Linked DNA regions of Zea mays: region 1 is linked to region 2. The links are chromatin contacts, called in public Hi-C maps. All regions are on one chromosome and are shown on one strand. The core of a region is the stretch at or near the end of the contact, and the rest is flanking DNA. Distances in the headings are between cores, read along the strand shown. Region 1 holds the start of LOC100276211. Region 2 holds the start of LOC100276139.

Region 1 (7,144 bases), core at 2,807-5,306, 560 kb after region 2:
CAAAAATGAGCAAATAACCCCATGTACGGTTTTAGTGAGTGGTTTTGCTAATTTGGCTTTGCCACTATGGCTGTAGATGTTGCTAGTGGTGTGTTGGTCGCTAATGTGGCATTGCCACATGACACTAAGTTTTGTCTATTTTAGTTCTATGATCTAGCAGTATCTAAAATTTATATAATTTTACACAAAAGTTGGTAATTAGATATTATTTTTTCTTCTAATTTTTATGGAATTTCAGTAGTACTTTAACTACTAAAAAACTACATGAAAAGAGCGTAATCTTATTGTCATAGATTGGATTCTTATCTTGTGAGGCTAAAACTCTTACTATATAACTAATACTGTTACTAAACTAATGAAATTTTAGTTGATTTTACTATGCAAGTTACGTGACCTTTACTTTAATTACTAACTAAATTAATTTTACATTTGTTTTTTAAAACACTTAACAAACAATAATAAAACAATCTCTGATTTTTTATACAATCCTTCTCTCATCTAAAACAACTTAGATGGTGTTTGATTCTTCCGACTAAAGTTAACATATGTCATATCGAATGTTTGAATGTCAATTATGAGTATTTAATCTAATCCATTATAAATCTAGTTTAGCTATACAACTAATTTTACCTAGCTAATTATTAGCTAATTGACTATTAGCTAATTTTTTTGGAAACCTCAACTGAATGATTGATAAAAGTGATATGTTTTTAATGCAACACTGTAAGGTTTTTCAAAACCAAAACTAAACTAATTGTGCCAAAAAAGACTAGTCACACAAAAAATTTCAAGTTACGCAAACAACATAATTCACTTAAAAAGTTGAAATAATGAAAATACTTGGCGACGCTATAGAAGAAGATATTAGGAGGCATAGGAGAATGGAGGAGGGGAATGACGACTACGCCGAACTTGATCTGACGATAGTGACAGACTGTCCTTATTTGTGTGCCACTAGATCACCATATTTGATGGAACTCTGTGGAATATGGAATGGACAAAACAGAGAGTAAGATATTAGCTCGGTTAAGTCAACTAATGAACTAATAGATAGTTAGTAGATAGTTAGGAATATACCTAATTATTAGTTAGGCCATTAGCTAAACAATTTAGAGATCGCTTGCTAATATTAGCTCCTAATTAGTTGTTTTAGTGTGCTGTCTTGGTTTTAATAATAAATTAAGATAAGTGGGTTTCATCCCTCTCATATAAAGAACTAGTAAATTGGTCGCGCCTTGCGCGACTCGTTCACCGATATGTTTTTACATTTTAAAAGTGTTGCTTTAGATATATATGTGCAATATAATCATGTATAAATCAATAAATTTGTGAAACTGAAACAAAGAAAGAAAGATATATAACTTGTTTGTCAGTTGATGAGTTTGCTATGGCTCTCCTCATTCCTCGGGTTTCCAAGTCAATCACTGATTTTGATGCGGCTATACAATAGTTATTCCTTGTACCCACTAATTTGCCATGCACATACCTTATCAGCAATTACTTTCATATAAGAGATGACAGATTATTCAAACCTTCAGATGGTATGTGCACCAGTCGTGCTCATACACTCACACTCACACTCGTACTACATCTAACTTATTAAGGGTGTGTTGTCTCCCAAATTAGTTCACATGGATCGCGACCGTATGTGTCCAGGCCTCCACACGCATCAGTACCTCGAACACCAGGTCCTCCCCCAGATTTGCTCGTACCCTCCGGGCTTAGAACTTGGCGGCAGCTGCTCGTCCATTCCTGCGTCTTGCGGCAACTGCTCCTCTAGCAGCGTCAGTGGAGCCTGCAAGGACGAAGACGAAACACATTAGTCAGTAGGCACTAATCTTCGTAAACAAATCTAAAAATGCATATGTTCAATTCATATGTAGACATGAAGAACAATGTGTTTTAATTGAGTTCTTATCCATAAGTTCTAAGCAGCATCATTTGAAATTGATTTTCTAGTATTTTAAAAAGCATATGACCTCAACCAAATTGAATATCAAGAACCTTAGAACACACCTATCAACAGATTGGAAAACTTCAGCAATTTTATGTTCAGTTACATGCAAATCGAGAATTTTTCATATTTAGCACCAATAGATCAAGGAAAAAATATACTCCCTCCGTTTTTTAGTTGACGTTTTTAGTGTAAAATTGCATTAGCCAACGTCAAATGAAAAAAACAGAGGTAGTATAATATAACCAAACACGATAGCTCGAATATATGATGCTCAATGTTGGAGACAGACTATTTGTCACACACTATCCTCGTTGTCAGCTCGACGAGGGTGGCCACCCATCAACCTTCTCGCCTTTATGAAACCATTCCTTCTCTGCAATCACAAACCAAATGCAGCTGATCAAGATATCACTCCAATTGTACTACCCAACTCATAACACTGGTTAACAATATTCTGGGAGAACATAAAGCAGAAAGAAACCATAACGAACATCTAATAATAGAAAATTCATTTCATAAGTACGTGAATCAGATGGTAAGAATCTTCTAAACATCCCTGTATCATAGTGTATTAATATAAATCGACTTGGCTGATGGATCAAATTTTATATTGTGGCTAATCTAGACCTAAAACCCTCCCCAAAGATTATCTCCCCAAGCGATGGCAACAAAAAATCCTAAGCCATCAACATCAGAAAAAGTCCAAAGCCGACCGATCCATCGACCCAGAAATAGCCACTGCAAACCCCTAGGCCCTAGCCGGAGATAATGCGCACTGAATCAAACTCAGCAATTCAACGGTAATCCAGCGATTCGGCTGACCATCGGCAGGTCCGTCGTTTGCTAGAGTCCCTCCCCTGGACCGACGAGGGAGTTTTACGCTCTGGTGAAGCTTAGTGTGAAGCCCCAACGCCTATGTTCATAGGGTCGGATGTCGCCTCCGCCTGCGAGGCGTTGGTCATGTCGGACAGGGGCTGTAGAGTTGGAGCAGCAGCGGGGCCGCGGGCGGGGGGACAATGGAAGGGGGCGCTGTTGCAAGGCTGGAGCAGCGACATCGTGGCAAGCGGTGGTGAAGGGGAGGGTTGGACAACCGACGACGTTCGTGGCTGGAGGAGCGGTGGAGCCGATGGCTTCGCTTTGGCACGAGCGAGGCTTGGTGCAGGGGCGCCGTCATGAAGCTACAGCAGCGGCATTGTGGGGAGCAGTGGCGGCGGAGAGAACAATGCCGACGCTCCCCTTCTCGATCTCTCTTCTTTTTTTTATCACGTAGCGTGAAGCTTCCAGTAAAAGAGAGGTTGGACAGGAGCCTACGCACACACGAAGAGACGTAGCCGCTGAACAGCGATCGGACAGTGCAAATTTTTTCGCCGATGTAGACGAACGCTGTCGCACGTTTGCGTCGCGCTCTATATAGTAGTAATATGAGGCTAAAATATCCTTTTCATTATTTTTATATTTTATTTTATGCTTGCCTTTGCGTGTTGCAAAGCACTTCTATTTAAATTTTAATTATCTTTTTCACTATACAAGTCAATAATCTATAAAGTAAAATATTTTGGTAAGTTAGTGGTTCCAATGGAACATCTTTCTACTGAAATAAGATTTGTCCCTAAGGTAGAAGGACTTTAATTCAACCTATATAATTTTTGTGAACTAGAGTATTTTCATTTAAACTGGGATTATTTTTTAATTAGGAATGAGTGATTTCTATATATAGAAGTAAAAAATTCTTCTGTGTAAAAGCTAAGCCTAAGGGCTAGTTTGGCAACATCATTTTTCAAAGGATTATCATTTTCAAAGGAAAAATAAACTAATTTCACTTAGAAAAGTAAAATTGCATTTAAAAATAGGGTTGTTTGTAACTTTATTTTCTCAAGTGATTTCTGTTTTTTTAAAGAAAAATAAACTAATTTTCTTTGAAAATATGAAAATCTTTTAGAAAATAGGATTTCCAAATTAGCATGAAACATTTTCCCCCATAAGCTGAGGCATTTTTTTTCGTGAAAGAAAACGGGTTCCCGAGTCCCGACGGCCGACGCGCCTTACGCCTAATCCAGCGGCTACGAAATAAAACACATCCTCCTTCCTTTACTTCTCCCGTTCGTCCCCCGTGCTCTTTCTCCCTCTCGTGGCGCTGGGCGACCGCCTACGCAGGCCAGGCGCCGTCGCCCTAAGCTACGCCAGGTTCCCGGGTCTTGGTCGGTCCCTTCACCGGCGAAGAGCACCCACCAGGTATGCGCGCCTTATCTTTCCCTCCTGCTGTGCGAGACCGAGTGACAGAACCCTAATTTAAGCTATTTGGCTATTTGTATCCGGACCTGATCTAACTACAAGTTACTAACTACGATTTTTGCCGCAAAACATATTGGTTGTACATATGTATACCCATGTCCTTTAATCGAGCTCAGACGCGCCGGTGCCTGGATCCGGAGGAAGTGCTGCGGGTTTCGGCGGTTCGTCTCTCTCGTTGTTTCCGGCGGGGTTATGAAGGCGGTGGGATACAACCTCTACGATAGCAGCGGTAAGTTTGCCCGAATTGACCAGTTTTAATCCTGATGTTTTTTTTCTTGGTTAGGGATCCCCGTTCTATTGGGTCAATTTGTGTTTCATCCTCACTGTATGATCTTGAGATTGATGTTGCTACTAAGCAATGTAAATGTGCAGCAGAAGATTTAAATTGCGGTGTTATACAGATAGCCCAATGAATAAATTGTTGAAACTTTCTTTCCCCAAAACTTTGGATTTTTACTCCTGACGCCCAGGATTAAGTCCTGGGTCATTAGATATTAGATATAAGGGTCCTGATCGCAAGATGATGGAAACAAATAATATTACAACTGTATACTCAAAGTTTGAGAGTAAGCATTATATGTCTCCATTTTTTTTGCTAAGGAATAAATAACCATTTTTTCCTTACCACACGGAAGCTCTAGGATGGGGTTTCTTTATTTTGACACCTAAAAGAAATTACAAAAAACATTCTTTAAAAAAAATGCAGCTTGTATTAAATATAATTCAGGGGCTTGTTTATAGGTATTTCAGATTTCAGAGATGTAATACGGAGTATTGGCTATGGAAATCTCTATACCAGTGCTGTAGTAGTTTTACTTGATGAGTTACGTGTCAGGAAAGATTTTCTACTTTACAGTTTACACTTAGGGTCCGTTTGGATCCTTTCATTTTGAAGGAATTGGAATCTACTTAATAGAGTAGGTTATTTGGTTTGGAATTTATCATTCCACCACTTTCCAAAGTTTAGATATAAGCCTATCTTAAATTCATAGGATGAGGAGTGGAAATTGATCTTATCATCTTTTATATCACTAGTCTATGTTTCTACTCTACAACTTATAACATGTTCTTCGGCTCGCTCCTCTATAGTAGAAATGTAGCACATAAATATCTTTTTATATGGTCAATGGAAGTATACAAATTGCGATTATTGTGCAAAATCATATTAGCTTAATTGATCTATGGCTAAATTGCGATTATTAGAATGGAATTCAATTTCAAGGATCCAAATGGGGCCTTACGGTATCCTGGCTTTGGATTCATTATAATTTATACCACGTCACTCACCTTCTCTGGCTAGTGACTAGTTCTGCGCTTCTGGCCCACTAGGCACCAAATTGTAAATTCGGGTTACAAGTATAGTTGGTGTCGCAGTCATAGGACTACATAGTCCAGATGTATACCTTATGACTTGCTGTCATGTTGTGCATTTCATATACTACACTATTGATTCCTCTCTCTTTGCTGTAGGGACTGATGACGATCTCCCTCCAGCACAAAATAGAGGATTGAGAGGACGGGTTTTCAGTGGGAATGGCCGAGCATCTGCTGGGGCATTTCCTTACATGAGGGCAAATAATGATTTGGAGAGTGAAATACATCGAGTTGAGCAAGATGCATATACTGGTGTTCTTAGGGCATTTAAAGTGCAATCTGATGCAATATCCTGGGTATACAACTGAATCGGAACTTGCGCTGTCAGTTTCAGTAGTCATATCTTGGCCTACTGTTTGTGCTGAGAATAAGATAGATGTGTTTATGTACAGGAAAAAGAGAGCTTGATTACTGAACTCAGGAAAGAACTGAGGGTTTCTGATGAGGAGCATAGGGAGCTATTAAATAAAGTCAATGAAGATGGGAGCATCCGTCAAATGAGGTATTTCCATAAAGCATTTATGTATGTGTGTGTGTTTTTACTTCATCATCTATATATCATCCTTTGTTAATTGCTTTCACCTAAAATATCTGCAGGGAGTTAAGACAGGCAGGTGGAATCCCAAGTGGTCTGCATCGTGGCAACAGGGTTTTATATGATGCAGAACCTGGGCCCACTACCAAGAGGCAAAGGGCATCTCATTCGATTCCTTCGCAATCTGCAGGCCTCCAGTCCCCTATGATGCCCTCCCACTCAGTTTCATCTGCAAAATGGGGTCCTTTGTCAGCAAGAGGCAAGAAGGCGAAGATGGTATGTTCAGAATTTTATGCATAATATTTTTTGCATCCTGTGATATATTTATATAACAGCCTGAGAACAATTTTGTAATGACTTCTGGAGTTGTACAGCCCATTCCTTTGGTGCTACCATCTGTGGATCCAAGTTCGTTAATAAACCATAAAGTTTATACAAGGTGGCCAGAAGACAACAACTTCTATGAGGCCACCATAACAAAATATAATGCTGTGACGGTTGGTTTCAATTTTTGCTACTGTTCGCTCCTTGATGCACATATGCATCAGTGCCCAGTAATCTTCTTTCATGATCTCTTTAGGGTGAGCATGAACTCGTCTATGACATGGGCACACAAGCCGAGACTTGGGAATGGGTTAGGCTTTGTGATGTAAGCACTGTTTGCCTGCAATGCTTGTATTCATTTTTCTATTTATCCCTTTTTTCTCTCTTTTCCTCTGTATTTAGCTGTGTTCTTCCATTATACACTATCTAACTGCTTACTTTTTTTGTTATGCTTTCTCTACCATTGGATATGCATAATTGTTTTTTGTGCATTGCTTGTGTGTTGATTGATGTGAACAAAAATACTATCTGCTCATGTGCTAGTCTGTGTTTTGTAAAATATTTGTCGTTGTAGCACTTCCATTAACAAAATTGTATTTTTGCAGTGGTGCAGTAGCCTAGATAATATATTCTTACTGATTTGCTGGAGCTGAAATTTACTT
Region 2 (6,770 bases), core at 3,106-5,605:
CACCGTTTGGGTCACGCAGTCAACAAGACGATATGCCACATTTCCCCTACCCCACCCACAAATTGTACATGTAAATATCACATCTTTGCACAGAACGCAGCATCTAGGATTAACTATCAATATGCACCTCACTTTTGTAAACTTATCAAACTTGATTGAAATCCGGTTTGCAAAAAAAAAAAAAAAAAAAAAAAAAAAACTGACCCAGGCGATTATAGGCAGCCAGGGTGCATGTGCTCCCGCTTCAGCGTATAGGACTGTAAAAAAAACTGGACCTAGCAAGAACTGAGTGGCATTTTAGTTAGGAATAGACACCCAAATTTGCCTCCATAAGTACTTCAACTTAGGGCTTGTTCGGTTAGCTCTCAATCCATGTAGATAGAGTGAGATTGGGTGGGTTTAAATCCCAAGCAAGTCAAACTTGTTCTTAATTTTTCCCAATCTCATCCAATCCATGTGTAACGGGATTAACCGAACAAGGCCTTAGATGGTGTAGGTGTACAGTTACGCCCTCAACCAGCTACGGTAGGTTTAGTTCCTAGGAACTGCAGGCACAAGCAGATGCATATCGAAGAAGAACTTGTATGCTCAACAAGCATAACATCAGTTGAAGCTTCGTGCTAAGTTTGTACATTAAAAAGTAATAAATTCCACAGAAAATATGATATCCAAAACAGGCTAGGAAACTTCCAACTGCATGGTTTTACCTCTAACAGTGTTATTCAGGATGTTCACTCCGGATTAAAGCTAGCTGTTCGGACTGCTCAAGCTGCAATCCATAGAGGCAAAACACTAGCTGGTACAGATTAAAGTCAAGCGAACATGCTAAGTTGTCACTATATGTTTGACATTACTAAAACTTCAGCCAAGTCAAATGATCTTACAAAATAAAACCTTTATCACCAGAACATAATTCGAGAACTCTTAACATGCTTTAACAGACAAGCGGGGAGTACTAAACTCAAATCTTCACATTGCTTGTCACACTATTAAGGCTGATTGGTCGGAAAAATAGGCTGAGACTAACTAAATAAGATTGGAAGAAATCTATAAGGCAAGTGGCCAAGTGCTATAAGTCACTTTAGCCCAAGTTTCAGATTTCTTTGAATTTCTATAGAAATTAGCCATCCATACTTAATGAGTCACTTGACCCGTAACCCATTGCATATGCTAGTTGTCAATCATATATACATTATACGAGCACCCTTAAAAACAATGACAAGGATCATTTGTGGGTTTTAAACAAAGACAAGCTCATTTCTTATGTCCCTTGAAGTAGAATCATTTGCTGATTAAGGTACATGAACCCAGAAGTGTTCAAGTTCAACTGTTCAAGGTTGCTCAACTTGTCTGCCTATCACACTTAACTGCAGAAGCACTCACCAGGTGGCTGCTAAGTTGTTATCCATCATTAGGCGCAGAATGGTAATTTTGCAACCATCAATGCTAGCTTAGCCACAGTAATCACTCAAACTAAGTTCTAGCATGCTTGATATGTTAACTCGTCAACTTTTTTGGTATATTTTTTCTCAAACGCATATGAATTTTTGGTATATGAAACATAGACAGTAATTTGAGTATTTAGAAACACTGATTCCCAGTATTCATGTCTAGAATTGCTTGTGTATGGAGATGGTAAGATGACAAAGCACAACTACACCAAACTTTGCAGAAAATAATAAAAAGGGGCCTCCTTAGCATATGACTAGTAAGCATGCGTGAAAAGCTTACCAAGTTTTGTGTAGAGCAACTGACCCCAAAAGCCTTAAGTATATTTGTGACTGTGAAAGTGAACTTCCACCAGTAGTCCATGTACTATGGCTCGGATCCTTTGCCAATTTAAAAGTCAACATATTATCTTATTTTTAAGACGTCTAAGCAATCCATGATCGTTTCTACCAGAAACCATCAAATTCAGTACAAAGAAATAGGCAACAATTTATCCTTCATCGTAGCATCAATTCAAGCGTACAACATGCCTATTTGACCATAGCATTCATAGCAACACTACTGAAGCAGCATTCCACATGCTTTACATTGACTTGGCTTCTTATCCCTATTTATTAATGGCTTCTTATCTCTTTTTATTAAATGATAAAACAGGCTCAGCTAACATAGAAGCTAATAGTTACACCTAATAGCAATCCAAATATTAGTCCTGCATCTTCTATATGATTATACCCACAGCTCAGCACATTTACACATTATGGGCTATCTTCTTCTAACGTTTTCAATCTAACTTCTCCAAGTAACATATTTACTGAGAGACACCTGAGGCTCTGGCAGTGTGGCTCTCATACACCATAAGAATCTTTCACAACAGAGTTATCAGTAGAATAGACAGAAGATAATCCTAAGTTCCTAACTGTTTCCATGTAGTACAATTACAACCAAAGGATGAAGTGGATGGATGCAAAACATTTTTAAAATGTTAGGCAATATGGCATTCGTGAACATCATCAGTTAAGTTAAAAAACGAAATAGAAATATTTTATCTACTAATGACCAAAATCTGGGATCCCCCCCCCCCCCACACACACAGCAATTGGTTCTTCTAATGACATGTATCTACAATTCGGTCGATTACAGTTGGCCTTTCAAAAATTCTCAATTGGTTCCCATGAAATGTGTATGTACAATTTATGCAGTAGCTTTTGATCTTCTTCCACTGAAGATTTCTAAACATCAACACATGCCACATGTATGAAGATAGGCAAGTTGAAATAAGACTATGAACAAAAATAGAACCAGGATGTGATCCTTCCGATCCTTAATTAGTGCCTTGGTTCTTTCTATGCCATAGTATTGTAATATGTTACTAATCAGTCATTTCTTGCTGCTTTGTGCCTTTGTCTCTAATTCTTTTATCAGAAAATTCAAATCTCATGGTTAACATGGCTTGTTCTTGTTGTGTCATCTTTCCCACCCATTTCCTGTTAAATTTGTCTAACTCCTGATTGGGTAAGGCCGTAAGGGCAATGTGGGTATGGACAAATTGGATAAGGGTGGAAGCATGGAATCGATGTTCAAATAAGGGTGGATACTATAGTGTGGTACCATAGCTCATGAGCCCAGTTTAGCAAAGAGTTGGTTTAGAAAATAGAATTGGTTTGTTAGAAAAGGAGAGTCCAAATCTATAAGGATTCCTTCTCTAGTTTGTTCGATGGCGAAGTCCTCTAAGGACTATAAATATATCGGCAATGTAACTATTTTAAGGTATGAAAGACAATTATCTTGCTTGGCCCAAGGGCCATCTTTAACGCCTCTTTCTCGTTCGTCTACTCCTTGTGTGTGACTATGGCTCTTGTGCGCCGCTTGGGGTATACGCCCTGCCATCAATCTCCTATCCATATAACTTACACTGCCACAATATGCATTACCATCTATCATTTTAAAACTAATTTATTAGATTGGCTGTGTATGGCCATGGACATCCGACCTGTGCCTGTGGTGTGTGTGTGTGCACCTATAGAAACATGTGTGCCGCCTATCCCAAATGGATGAAAACGAGCTTTCTGATTGGCTGATTAGGCCTGGTCATACTCATACATGTGTCAGACACATAGCAGTGCTCCTGATTTATCTATGCAATATGCCTACTGAGAAATGTGGAAAATACCTGAGGCTCTCAAACAATGTAAGAAACATTTCACGACAGAGCTATCTGCGGAAGTGATAAACAAGTAAAATCCTAAATTGTGCTCATGCGGTAGTACAACGGAAGGATAAGATGATAATACAACAGTCAAACATTTCAAAATATTCAGAATATTCAGGACATTCGCCATCATCACCGGGCAAATTTCAAAACAGAACAGAAAAAACAGCAGCATAGTGTTCAGCTCGTGTTCCATCAATACCAGAAGTCCAGAACATTCAGGACCGCACATTGTGGCCATCTTATTGGAACCAAATCAGAGGCAGCCGAGAGTTCGAGAGGACCTGAGACGCGCGGATCACTCGGCCTGGGTGTCGGCAGCGGCGAGCTCCTGCTGCTGGAGGCGCTCGAGCGCCTTCTGGTGCGCCCACGTCTCGATTGTAAGGTCGGGCTTCGCGTTGAGGCCGACGCCGAGGATGACGACGGTGAGGAAGGAGGTCACGTAGCAGGGCAGCTCCCAATCCTCCCACTTGCGAGATTCCCCCGGAGGCGGCGGCGGCCGGTTGAAGAGGTACCCCTTGGGGCGCTCCTCGTGACCTGGGGTCGTCCACCGCCCGGCCCCCTCGCCGCCGCCGCCGCGAACGCGCGCTGCCCCGCGCAGCCGTGCCCGCAGCATACCATTAACCGCCGACGACATCGCCCGCATCGGTGCGCGTCGAGATCGGAGAGGGGGGAAGAATTCGTCGATTTGGGTGCTTGTCGAGGACTCGAGGTTCGTTGCGCTGTGGAGACTGGCTGCGAGTTGGCCGGAGCCTGGAGGCGCTGAAAATGGGCTGGGCTTGGTTTGGGAGCGCTGGGCTGGGCTTAGCAGAAACTGCAGTTATTTTATGAGCTATTTTATGAGCTAGAATTGGTCTTTACGATTTGCTTGGATCTTGTAAGTAGCTTTCTCCTTCTCAAAAAGGAAAAAACATTTCCCCTTTTCCCATTGAAATGGATTCCTTCTTTCCTTTTCCTTTTGCATTGACTTTTCTTTTCAAAATCATATATTCGGTTTCGTTCATAGTTTTTCTATACACTATACTAATACAAAGAGACAATTCCTTATTTGACACTAGTAAAGTTCTTGGTTCATTTCTTGACCTTTAAAATATAAATCTTCTATATTTAACACTGTATGTAAATTTAGTTCACTACATTATATTAACTTTTATGTGAAAAATATGAGTTTACTCCTATTTAATATTATCCCAATAATTATCAGTGACAAATTTGGTCATTTTTATGGCTCCCACCTATCCACTTTAATCTATCGTGGTCTTTTGTGATCATTGTTGTCTGGTGATAATCCTTAGTATATTGACTTTGTGAAGGGCACATCTGAGTGTCCAATTTTTTATGTCTAATCTTGGTTCTCTTCGTTATTTTCTTGGGATCGAGGTCTCCTCCACGCCTGAAGGCTTCTATCTATCTCAAAAAGTACATTCAGAGGCTTCATGATTATGCTTCTCTTACTAACCACCATACCTTTGAGACTCCCATGGAGCTTAATATTTATCTTAGTGCCACTGATAGTGAGCCTCTTATTGATCCTATCCTATCCGCTATCGTCACATGGTTTGAAGTCTTGTTTATCTTTGGTGTCACTAATATTTATGTTTTTATGTTTCTTGTTCTTGGCATATTCTTAGTCAATTTTGCGGCCTCCACTCTGCTCGACTATAGTCACCTTTGTGAGAAGGTCCAGTTAGTGATACAGATCATTAATTTACATTTTAAACACCTCAATAGCGCAGCCAGATATGACATCATGAATCTCTGGCATATACCTGAATAAAATGGTTAAAAATAACAAACAGGAATGAACCTACAGAACTTCTCCATAATTCTAATTGCAAGTTCGCGTACAGCAATGTCATGAGTTGATGTAATTATAAATCTGAGTCACTAACGTGAGAAGGTCCAGTTAGTGATACAGATCATTAATTTACATTTTAAACACCTCAATAGCGCGGCCAGATATGACATGATGAATCTCTGGCATATACCTGAATGAAATGGTTAAAAGTAACAAATAGGAATGAGCCTACAGAACTTCTCCATAATTCTAATTGCAAGTTCGCATAGCACTTTGAACATATGACCAAGTGTAGAACTCCTTTCCTCACACCACAAAAAGCATGATCCTTAGAACTGGATTATTCAGAACATTTGAATTTAGACAATATTAGACAGTCAAACAAATATCATGTACTCCCCTCCGTCCCGAAATATAGTTTTTTAACCCATTTTTTCTATCCACATTCATTCAAATGATACTAAATATAGACATACATGCAAACTGCATTCATATGTTACTTAATGAATATAAAATTAGTCTAAAACGAATTATATTTTGTAATGGAGGGAGTACATTATTGCAGCAGAATCATTATAAAATCACAAAGCAAACCACATTTGAACAATCAAACATACGAATTCAGATTTATAAAATTATTATAGCAAACCACACCAGTCCCTGCAGAAGCTTAAATGCTGTTGGGATTGCTTATTATTAACACATTTCAATATTTCACAAAAGAATCACCCCTTTATTCTGATAGATACACACGTAATACAACTGTGCCACTTAAATCTACTGAACATCCACTGACTGCCAGTCATGGAAAGACAGATTATCGATGGTTGATGGCCGGAAGAGGATAGGGTTAACATTCCAGCCCTTCAGGCTTCCTCTCGCCCATCTCATCCTCACGTTGTCAATCTCCAGACCGGAGATATGCTCCAGCATCATGCCACCAGTCTTGTGCTTCACCATCTCCTGGCACCCAGGCCTGTAATCATAGAGCCCTCCCGTGTAGTTTGTCCAACGCTTGTAGGTAAGGTCTATGTTCTTGAATTTCAGGTTGCGGAGCAGCCCATGCTTAGATCCAGCCAGAAAAACTCCATTTTCTGATACCGATGAGATGTTGATGAATCTTATGTCTGAAATGGCGCCTTCTTTTGAATCTGGGTGCCTTGGGCAAGTTGTGATATAGATTGGTTCGGCTCTTCCCCACCATAAAGGATGGTAGTACCTGGTCCTCATTTTAATGTTTGAAAACACCACATCATTCACATTCCCTGTAAAAGGTAAACTGTTAGTGTGTCATTCACATTCAACAGATATTTG

What was found. Hi-C and Micro-C count contacts between places; a contact is called where the count stands out from the background.
Region 1: a Hi-C map of endosperm shows a contact between it and region 2, with 4 times the contacts expected there. The contact joins the promoter of LOC100276211 here to the promoter of LOC100276139 in region 2. A contact is called at or near these places in 3 of 25 Hi-C or Micro-C datasets (ear, endosperm and tassel).

What each region holds. Positions count from the first base shown.
Region 1 is chr7:138,735,502-138,742,645 of Zm-B73-REFERENCE-NAM-5.0, forward strand. LOC100276211 reads left to right here and starts at 4,057. Exons shown (of 9, transcript NM_001150053.1): 1 at 4,057-4,189; 2 at 4,366-4,478; 3 at 5,720-5,919; 4 at 6,016-6,125; 5 at 6,221-6,434. The coding sequence starts at 4,442.
Region 2 is chr7:138,174,537-138,181,306 of Zm-B73-REFERENCE-NAM-5.0, forward strand. LOC100276139 reads right to left here and starts at 4,356. Exons shown (of 1, transcript NM_001149999.1): 1 at 3,735-4,356. The coding sequence starts at 4,304. The coding sequence ends at 3,957. It overlaps LOC100282589 (polygalacturonase), which reads right to left. Exons shown (of 3, transcript NM_001155497.2): 3 at 6,010-6,721. The coding sequence ends at 6,234.